2 separate regions of the Anser cygnoides genome follow, and region 2 is linked to region 1. Evidence: chromatin contacts called from public Hi-C data. All regions are on one chromosome and are shown on one strand. Each heading gives the region's core, a stretch centred on a gene start, on an enhancer-like site or on the middle of the called end of the contact. The rest is flanking DNA. Distances are from core to core; before and after follow the strand shown. Region 1 holds the start of FZD4 (frizzled class receptor 4). Region 2 holds the start of PCF11 (PCF11 cleavage and polyadenylation factor subunit).

Region 1 (3,496 bases), core at 700-3,199:
GTGGAAATACGAACTGTGCATTTCTATAGCTTCATGGCCCCACTTGAGTCCTGCGGCCAGAAACCACGTCAATGTCAGAATAACCCACCAGATGGAGCTAGCCATCCCGAAAAAGTACATCAGCAAGAAAATTATAGCACATCCTGTGTTCTTAAGACCTTCTTGGATAAGAACAGGTTCTGCTGCCTCTTCAAAATCACAGGATATCCTTTCCCGGCCCACAGTTAGCCTCACAATATAAGCAATGCTATAAATATTGTAGCACATGCTCAAAAATATGATTGGGCGCTCCGGGTAGGAAAATCTGGATGAATCAATCAGGAAGGTCAGGACTGTGAACGCAGTTGATATGAAGCAAAGACTAGCCCACACGGCCATCCAGATATCTGTGAATTCCTTCGCTGACCTGCTGTAGAGCCCAGCATCATAGCCACATTTGAGGACACAGTTCAGGCTCCTCTTGACCCAGATGTACTGATCGGAATTGGATCCCATGCTGTGGCACTCTTCTCCAGGCTGCAAGGATGTCTTGCTATGAAGGGGAACCTCTTCATCTCCCGGGCCCTCCATGCACATGTGGTTGTGATCGTTCTGGGGTGGGAATTTGCTGCAGTTCAGGCTGTCCGGCCAGGCAAATCCAAATTCTTTTAAAACAGGTTCACATCTTCTTTTGACAGAGAGGCACATGCCACCACAGGGACCTATGGGGATGTTAATCTTCTCTGTGCACATCGGGACGTAGACTGAACAAAGGAAGAACTGGAAGAGAGAAACACAAATCGCAAATGCGTTAGGAGAAAATTCAACAGGTCAAAACATAACAAGTTTTCTTTTTTGCCTTTTTAGCAGTAATTTTTGGTCCTTTGCCTTAAAAAACAGGAAGCAGCATAAAACAAATAAACCAAGAACAATAAAAACTTGGGAGAAAAAACCCTAAAAATGCTGCCTTCTTTCAGTTCAAGTGTGGTCCGAAGCCAAAGCCTGAACATTTCACTCCCCAGATTAGCTCCATGCAAATTTAGCCCATCACTTTCAATAAAGCGAGTGGGATTTAGCCAGATGTAAACCTCAAGGGTGCAATTTAGGAAAAAAAAAAAAAAAAGAAAAAAAAAGTATATTTTAAAGCGGTTTAAACAAATACATATTTTTGTTCAAGGCACTGCCTGGATATCACGGCTAGCAAACAAACAGAAGAAAAGGCATTTACTGAATCACTTCGGTTTGTGATCCTCCTGGAAGAACGCGCCTCTCTTTCACCATCGGGCCACCGACGGGCTCGCACCGGCCATAAAACACTGCCGCTCGCTCAGCTTTGGAAACACGGCGATTTTGGGGGCCTGTGGCCACACCGGGGGGGCTTCAGGGAGTTGGGGACGCGGGGGTCCAAGCTGGCTGCTGCCGTGGAGGTGTCTCTGCGGGCCGGGCATGGCAGGACCCCCTTTTTTCCCCCCTTGGGAAGCCCACACAGCGCTGCCTTGTGCTGCAGCCCGCTCCCTCCAGGCTTTGCAGCGGGGGAGATGGGGGAAATGTCAGCACAACGCCCAGCTCCCGGTTCTGGAGAAGGGGGTTTGGGGGGGGGATTTGGGGGGTTTGGGGAGGGTTGGGGGGGGGGGGGGTTTGGGACCCACCTGGAGCTGGCTGGAGCAGCCGTACTGGATGAGGGGGGTGAAGGTGGTGAGCTGCAGCTCGGCGTCCGCCTGCAGCTCGTGGCCCACCAGGTTGGGCATCTTGGTGACATTGTAGCCCAGGTTCTGGCACATGGCGATGCGGATGGCGTCGCAGCGCCGCTCCTCCTCGTCGCCGAAGCCCCGCGTCCCGCCGAGCAGCAGGGCCAGCAACAGGGCCAGCAGCCGCCCGGCCGCCCCCTTGCCGCCACCGCCACCACAGCCACCACGGCACCGTGCCATGGCCGAGACCCCCCGGCCCCCCACCTGCCCCCGGCCCCGGCTCCGGCCCCGGCCGCGCCGTGCCGCCCGGGCCGGCTCCAACGGGGAGGGGCCGGGGGCGGCTCTGCTCTTAAACCGCCGCGCCGAGAAACTGCCCAGGGGAGGGGACGGCGCCTCCCCGAGCCCCGGCCTCCTCCCAGCCTCCCGGGGCGGGCACAGCTACGGCCCCGGCCCGGGGGGAAAGTCCCGCTGGGTGCCCCCCGGAGCCCCCCGGAGCCCCTCGGCCCTGCGGAGCCTCAGAAGCGTCCCCCCCACTTCAGGCACGGCGACCCCGCTGTGAGCAGCGAGCGGCCCTGCCCTGCCTCCCCCCGGGCTTGGTGACCCGGGGCTGGGTCCCCGATGTCCCCACAGCGGTGAAGGGCGGCGACAGGGCCTGAGAGGGGCACCCCGAGGTGCCCAGGCCCAGGCCTGGTTCCCCAGGGGCAGGCTGAGCTGATCCATCAGCCTCCTCCCTCCTCTCCCTCCTCTACCTCCTCTCCTTCCTCTCCCTCGCCAGGCCACAGGGCAGGTCTCTAAGCTGCCACCTTTTCTCCCAACACATCCCTCACTTGTACGTCTGGCATCTCGGACACATCTGGGTGGTGGTGGTCCTTCACGGGGACAGAGAAACCTAGGGTGCTGCTCCAAGCACCTCCTGGTGTTGGCGTACCTCCCCTAAACACGTACGGGTGTAGGGTTTGTGTACTTCTCCTAAACACATAAGGATGTAGGGTTTGTGTACCTCTCCTAAATACGCACAGGTGTAGGGTTTGTGTACTTCTCCTATGCACGTACGGATGTAGGGTTTATATACCTCTCCTAAACACGTACGGATGTAGGGTTTGTGTACCTCTCCTAAGTACAGACGTAGGGTTCATGAATTTTGAGGGGAAATTGAGCAGACCTGTAGGGTGTCCCCAGGATTAAGAGCGGACACATGAGGCTCACACTTAAACACACTCAGCGTTATTTACACCTGTAATAAAATCTGGTTGGGCTGGTTGTGCCTTTAGCAAAAATATGTCATCTATTAATGAATTGTTTGTAAAGCGCTTTGAAAATGTTTGTAAAGCCCCGGTTAAACAACCTCTGGCTGGGTGCGTGTGTGTGCACAGTGTGTGACATGTGCGGGTGTCCTGAGCACGGCCATCGCCAAGAGCCATGCATCCGTATGTGTGTGGCCATGCTGCAATGACTGGTTTTCCTCTAGCACGAGGTGTTTTAACCAAGGTTTCATGAGCACAGGTATTTACAAAGCTCTCATCACCGTGATAGTTTATAACCAGCTCCAATAAACAGCGACTGCAGTCTTACAAAATCCTGGCGAGGCAGACAAGTCGTATTATCTTAACTTTTTAAACACAGAGCCAGACAGCGCTGCAGTCCCAAGGTCGTGCAAGGAGGCTACGATGCAGTCAGCAACGCAGCCCGTATCTGGTGAGGTCCATATTTACTCATAAGCGTTGCCTTCTGTGACTAGCAGTGCTCCGCTGCTAATCTCGGTCGGCGATAATGCTGTGAATGCACACACTGTGCTGCAAACGTCCGCCAAGCTGTTCCCAGCCCCACCA
Region 2 (3,496 bases), core at 547-3,046, 360 kb before region 1:
GCTGAAATACTGGATGCGCTCAGGCATGCAGGGTGTGCGTGGATTCAGGGATCCTGGGGGTGTGCTCCGGAGGGCTGATAACTGCTTCGCCTCACACCAGCCTCCGTTGGTTGCTGACTTATAAACAGCAAATCTGCTTTTGAGGGTGGCCTTGGTCTACATGACACCCTCATCAAAGCAGTTTTGCTTGTTTTATCGGTTTTACTCCGGTAATTATTATGAGGGAGCATTCTAACTTACAAATATAGTACTTTTGGGAGGAGCTCGATTTCCCCACCCCCACATTTTTCCCCTAGGAGCTGAACACTATATACTGTTTTTGCCAAATAAACTGAGTTTACATTATGGCTTGACTCCTGGTACATGATTAATATTTGTCACAGGCAGCGTGTCTTCAAATAGCTGGCTAACATTTACACCGAGAAAAAGCCTTGAAGTCCTAGCTTCAGTTGGACGGAAACAAAAACTTGAGTTTCATTTTCTGATCTTACGATGGCACACTGCAAAGGAGAAGTGGTGTGTGCAACGTACAGCATTTCGAGGTGTACCGGAACAAACATGAACATCCAATTAAACAGGCAGATTAAAGACGCCGGTGCGTTTCCTGCCCCCTCTTCCCCATTTTGAAGGTCTCATTTTTCAGAAAAGGATGCGAACGCTGAGATAGAAACTAAAATACGTTTTTTTTTATGAGATAAAAGGGCAAACAGCTGTTTTTACCACAGATCTGCCAAGTCTCAATTTTTGCTTTCTACTGCACATGCAGACATCCTATAAAAACGATTTTGTGACAGGAGCGTTTTGCAAGTGTACTTTAATTTGCAAGTGTATTTTAACAAAGCATTTGCCCATGGCCTCCTTCGCCCTGCTGACGGCTCCTCACAGTTAATAAGTAACATGTGAAGAGGGGGCAAGGAAGAGCTGGACCTTAAGAACCGAGCGTTATCAACTTTGGGCAAGTACCATAACAAAAGAGCAGGTTTTGCTACCTCCAAACCTTGGAGTTTGCAAGCCCCAAATGCTGCTCGTTGACCCCTTGAGAGGGACAACTGAACTAAGAAGTGTCTTCTAATTTCTGACCTAAACGCTGTCTGGTTTTTAGGTGTGACTGGCACAAGGACCTAAACCCCTGTTTTTTTGGAGTGACTGGCACAAGGACCTAAACCCCTGTTTTTTGGGGGTAAAAAGGCACAGGGCAGACTGGGAGCAGAGCAGGGGGCGCTGCCTCCCTCCCGATGAGGGAATTCTGTGGCTGCACACATCCGCCGGGCTCCATCGCCACAAGCTCCCCGTTAGGGGACAAGGCGGGTGCGGAGCGGGGCCCTGAGGGGCCACCAGGCCGCGGCCTCTCCCCCGGGCCTAGGCCGCAGGGGCGGCGGCGGGTAGGCCGCGTTGCTATGGCAACCATGAGCCAATAGTGAGCGCGGCGCGGGTGGGGCCTCGCCGGGGGCGCAAATCAGCACCGAGGGTCGGGAGGAAAAGGCGGGACTGAGCGCGGGGCCCCAATCGGAGCTCGAGGGCGGAAAGGGAAGGCGGGAGGACAAGGCCTAGCGAGTGAGGAGCGAAGGGGGTAGGGAAACGCGGCCAATCGCGAGCCGTCCTTCAGGGGCGAGCGCGGGCCTTGAGCGCAGAAACCAATCAGCGGGGAGAAGAGGCGTTCCCAACCGCCCGAAGGCGGGCGCGCTGCCGGGCACGCCAATCGGCGCTCGAGCAGGGGATCCGCCAGCCAATCGGGAGGCGGCGAGGGAACAAAAGGGGCTTTCCAAGCCGCCGGCCCCTTTCCCCTCAGCGCAATTTCACATGACGCAACGGTTGGAGGCAGAGGTCCGCGGGCCGTAGCCGCCGCCGCCATTTTGTGAGCGCCCGGACTGAGCCGGCGGCCGGCCGACCGACCGGAGGCGCGGCGGCACCCGCGGCACCGGCACGAGCACCTCAAGCAGCGCCGGCGGCTGGAGGGAGCCGCGGCCCGAAGGATGCGGTAGAGGAAGCCCAGCGGCAGCGGCGGGGGGGGCGGCATCGCTCGGCGGCGGAGGCGGCGGCAGCATAAAAAAAAAAAAAAAAAAGGAAAAGAAAGGGGGGAGATCGCGGGGAGGGGGCTGTCGGTCGGTGGGGGTCGGGGCGCCCCGGTCGGAGGAACATGTCGGCCCCGGAGGGCAGCGCTGGTAGCAGCGAGGCCCGGGAGGACGCGTGTCGCGATTACCAGTCGTCGCTGGAAGACCTGACGTTCAACAGCAAGCCGCACATCAACATGCTGACCATCCTGGCTGAGGAGAACGTGCCCTTCGCCAAGGACATCGTCTCCCTGATCGAGGCGCAAATCGCCAAGGTTTTTATATTCCACCGACTCCTACTCCTACCTATACTGCTGGGGGGATAAGCCGGCCCGGGGCTGCGGGTTAGGGGCGGCCTCGGGGAGGGTGGAGGGGGAGGGGAAAGGAAAAGGGCGTGGGGGAGACGGCCCGAGGAGGGGTGGTGGGGTGAAGCTGACCCAGAGGAGGCGAAAAGGGGGGAGATGAGGGCCTGAAGGAGGGGAATTAGGGCAGGAGAAAGGGGGGGCGGAGGAGGGGCTGAGGAAGGCTGGTGGTGGGGTGGGGGCGGTTGGGCTGGGGGCTCGCAGGCAAACAGGGAGAGGGGTGGGCTAGCCAGGGGTGAGCAGAGAGGGCACGGCTTTCCCCGAAAACAGGAAGCCCAGAGGTTTTCATTTATTTACTTATTATTGGGGAGAGGGTCAGGAGTTTGGGGTCGCTGCCGGGAGAGCAGGGGGCGGAGGGGAGCGGGGCTCAGGCGGGGTCAGGGAGCACGGGAGCTCGTCCTAAACACCGCGGGGCTTCGATAAGGCTGCTGCTTCCCCCAACCCCTCCCCAACCCCACCTCCCCCCCCCCCCCCCTTCCCAATGAAAAACCATAGGGAGCAGGGGACTCGAGGGAGGGGAAGGGCTCCCCCAGCACCCAGCCGCAGAGGAGGGGTGTCGGTAGCAGGGGGGAGGGTTTGGGACTCGCCCCCACCAAAAGCCGCTGGGGGGGGGGAAAGGGGGGGAGAGAATAAAAAAAAAAAGGGCAAAGCGTGGCTGGCGAGTGGAGGAGCCCCGTGGAAATAAATAGCAGGCAGCACAACATGGCGGCCCGGCAGTGACTGGGCAGCAGCACCTCGCCCTCCTCGCTGGGTTTTCCCCCTTCCCCGGAGCCAGTGTTGAGCGTCTCGAAGCTGGTGTTGTAGTCCCCAAGCGTTGCATTTAAGCGATTTTCTACCCTTAGATGAGTACCGCGATCTATAGGGAGGGCCTGGCCGGGGGGATATGGTGGAGTTGTTTTTTTTTTTTTTTATTTTCTGGGTAGTTCGAAGGAACGGAAATAAGATGGAGTTTGCAGCACGGCAGTTGTCCGCTTTAGAAGGACTAAATTTAACGATTAAGTAATACTTTAAGCATCATTTTAAGTATAAAATACATTTAAATATATTATAGTTCAGAAGATAAGGTTATTTTCCCAGTGTGGT

The links. Hi-C and Micro-C count contacts between places; a contact is called where the count stands out from the background.
Region 2: a Hi-C map of liver shows a contact between it and region 1, with 2.0 times the contacts expected there. The contact joins the promoter of PCF11 here to the promoter of FZD4 in region 1. A contact is called at or near these places in 2 of 7 Hi-C or Micro-C datasets (both in liver).

Annotation. Positions count from the first base shown.
Region 1 is chr1:203,961,201-203,964,696 of Taihu_goose_T2T_genome, reverse strand. FZD4 (frizzled class receptor 4) reads right to left here and starts at 1,949. Exons shown (of 2, transcript XM_048076515.2): 1 at 1,629-1,949; 2 at 1-759. The coding sequence starts at 1,907.
Region 2 is chr1:204,318,485-204,321,980 of Taihu_goose_T2T_genome, reverse strand. PCF11 (PCF11 cleavage and polyadenylation factor subunit) reads left to right here and starts at 1,796. Exons shown (of 16, transcript XM_066989921.1): 1 at 1,796-2,326. The coding sequence starts at 2,138.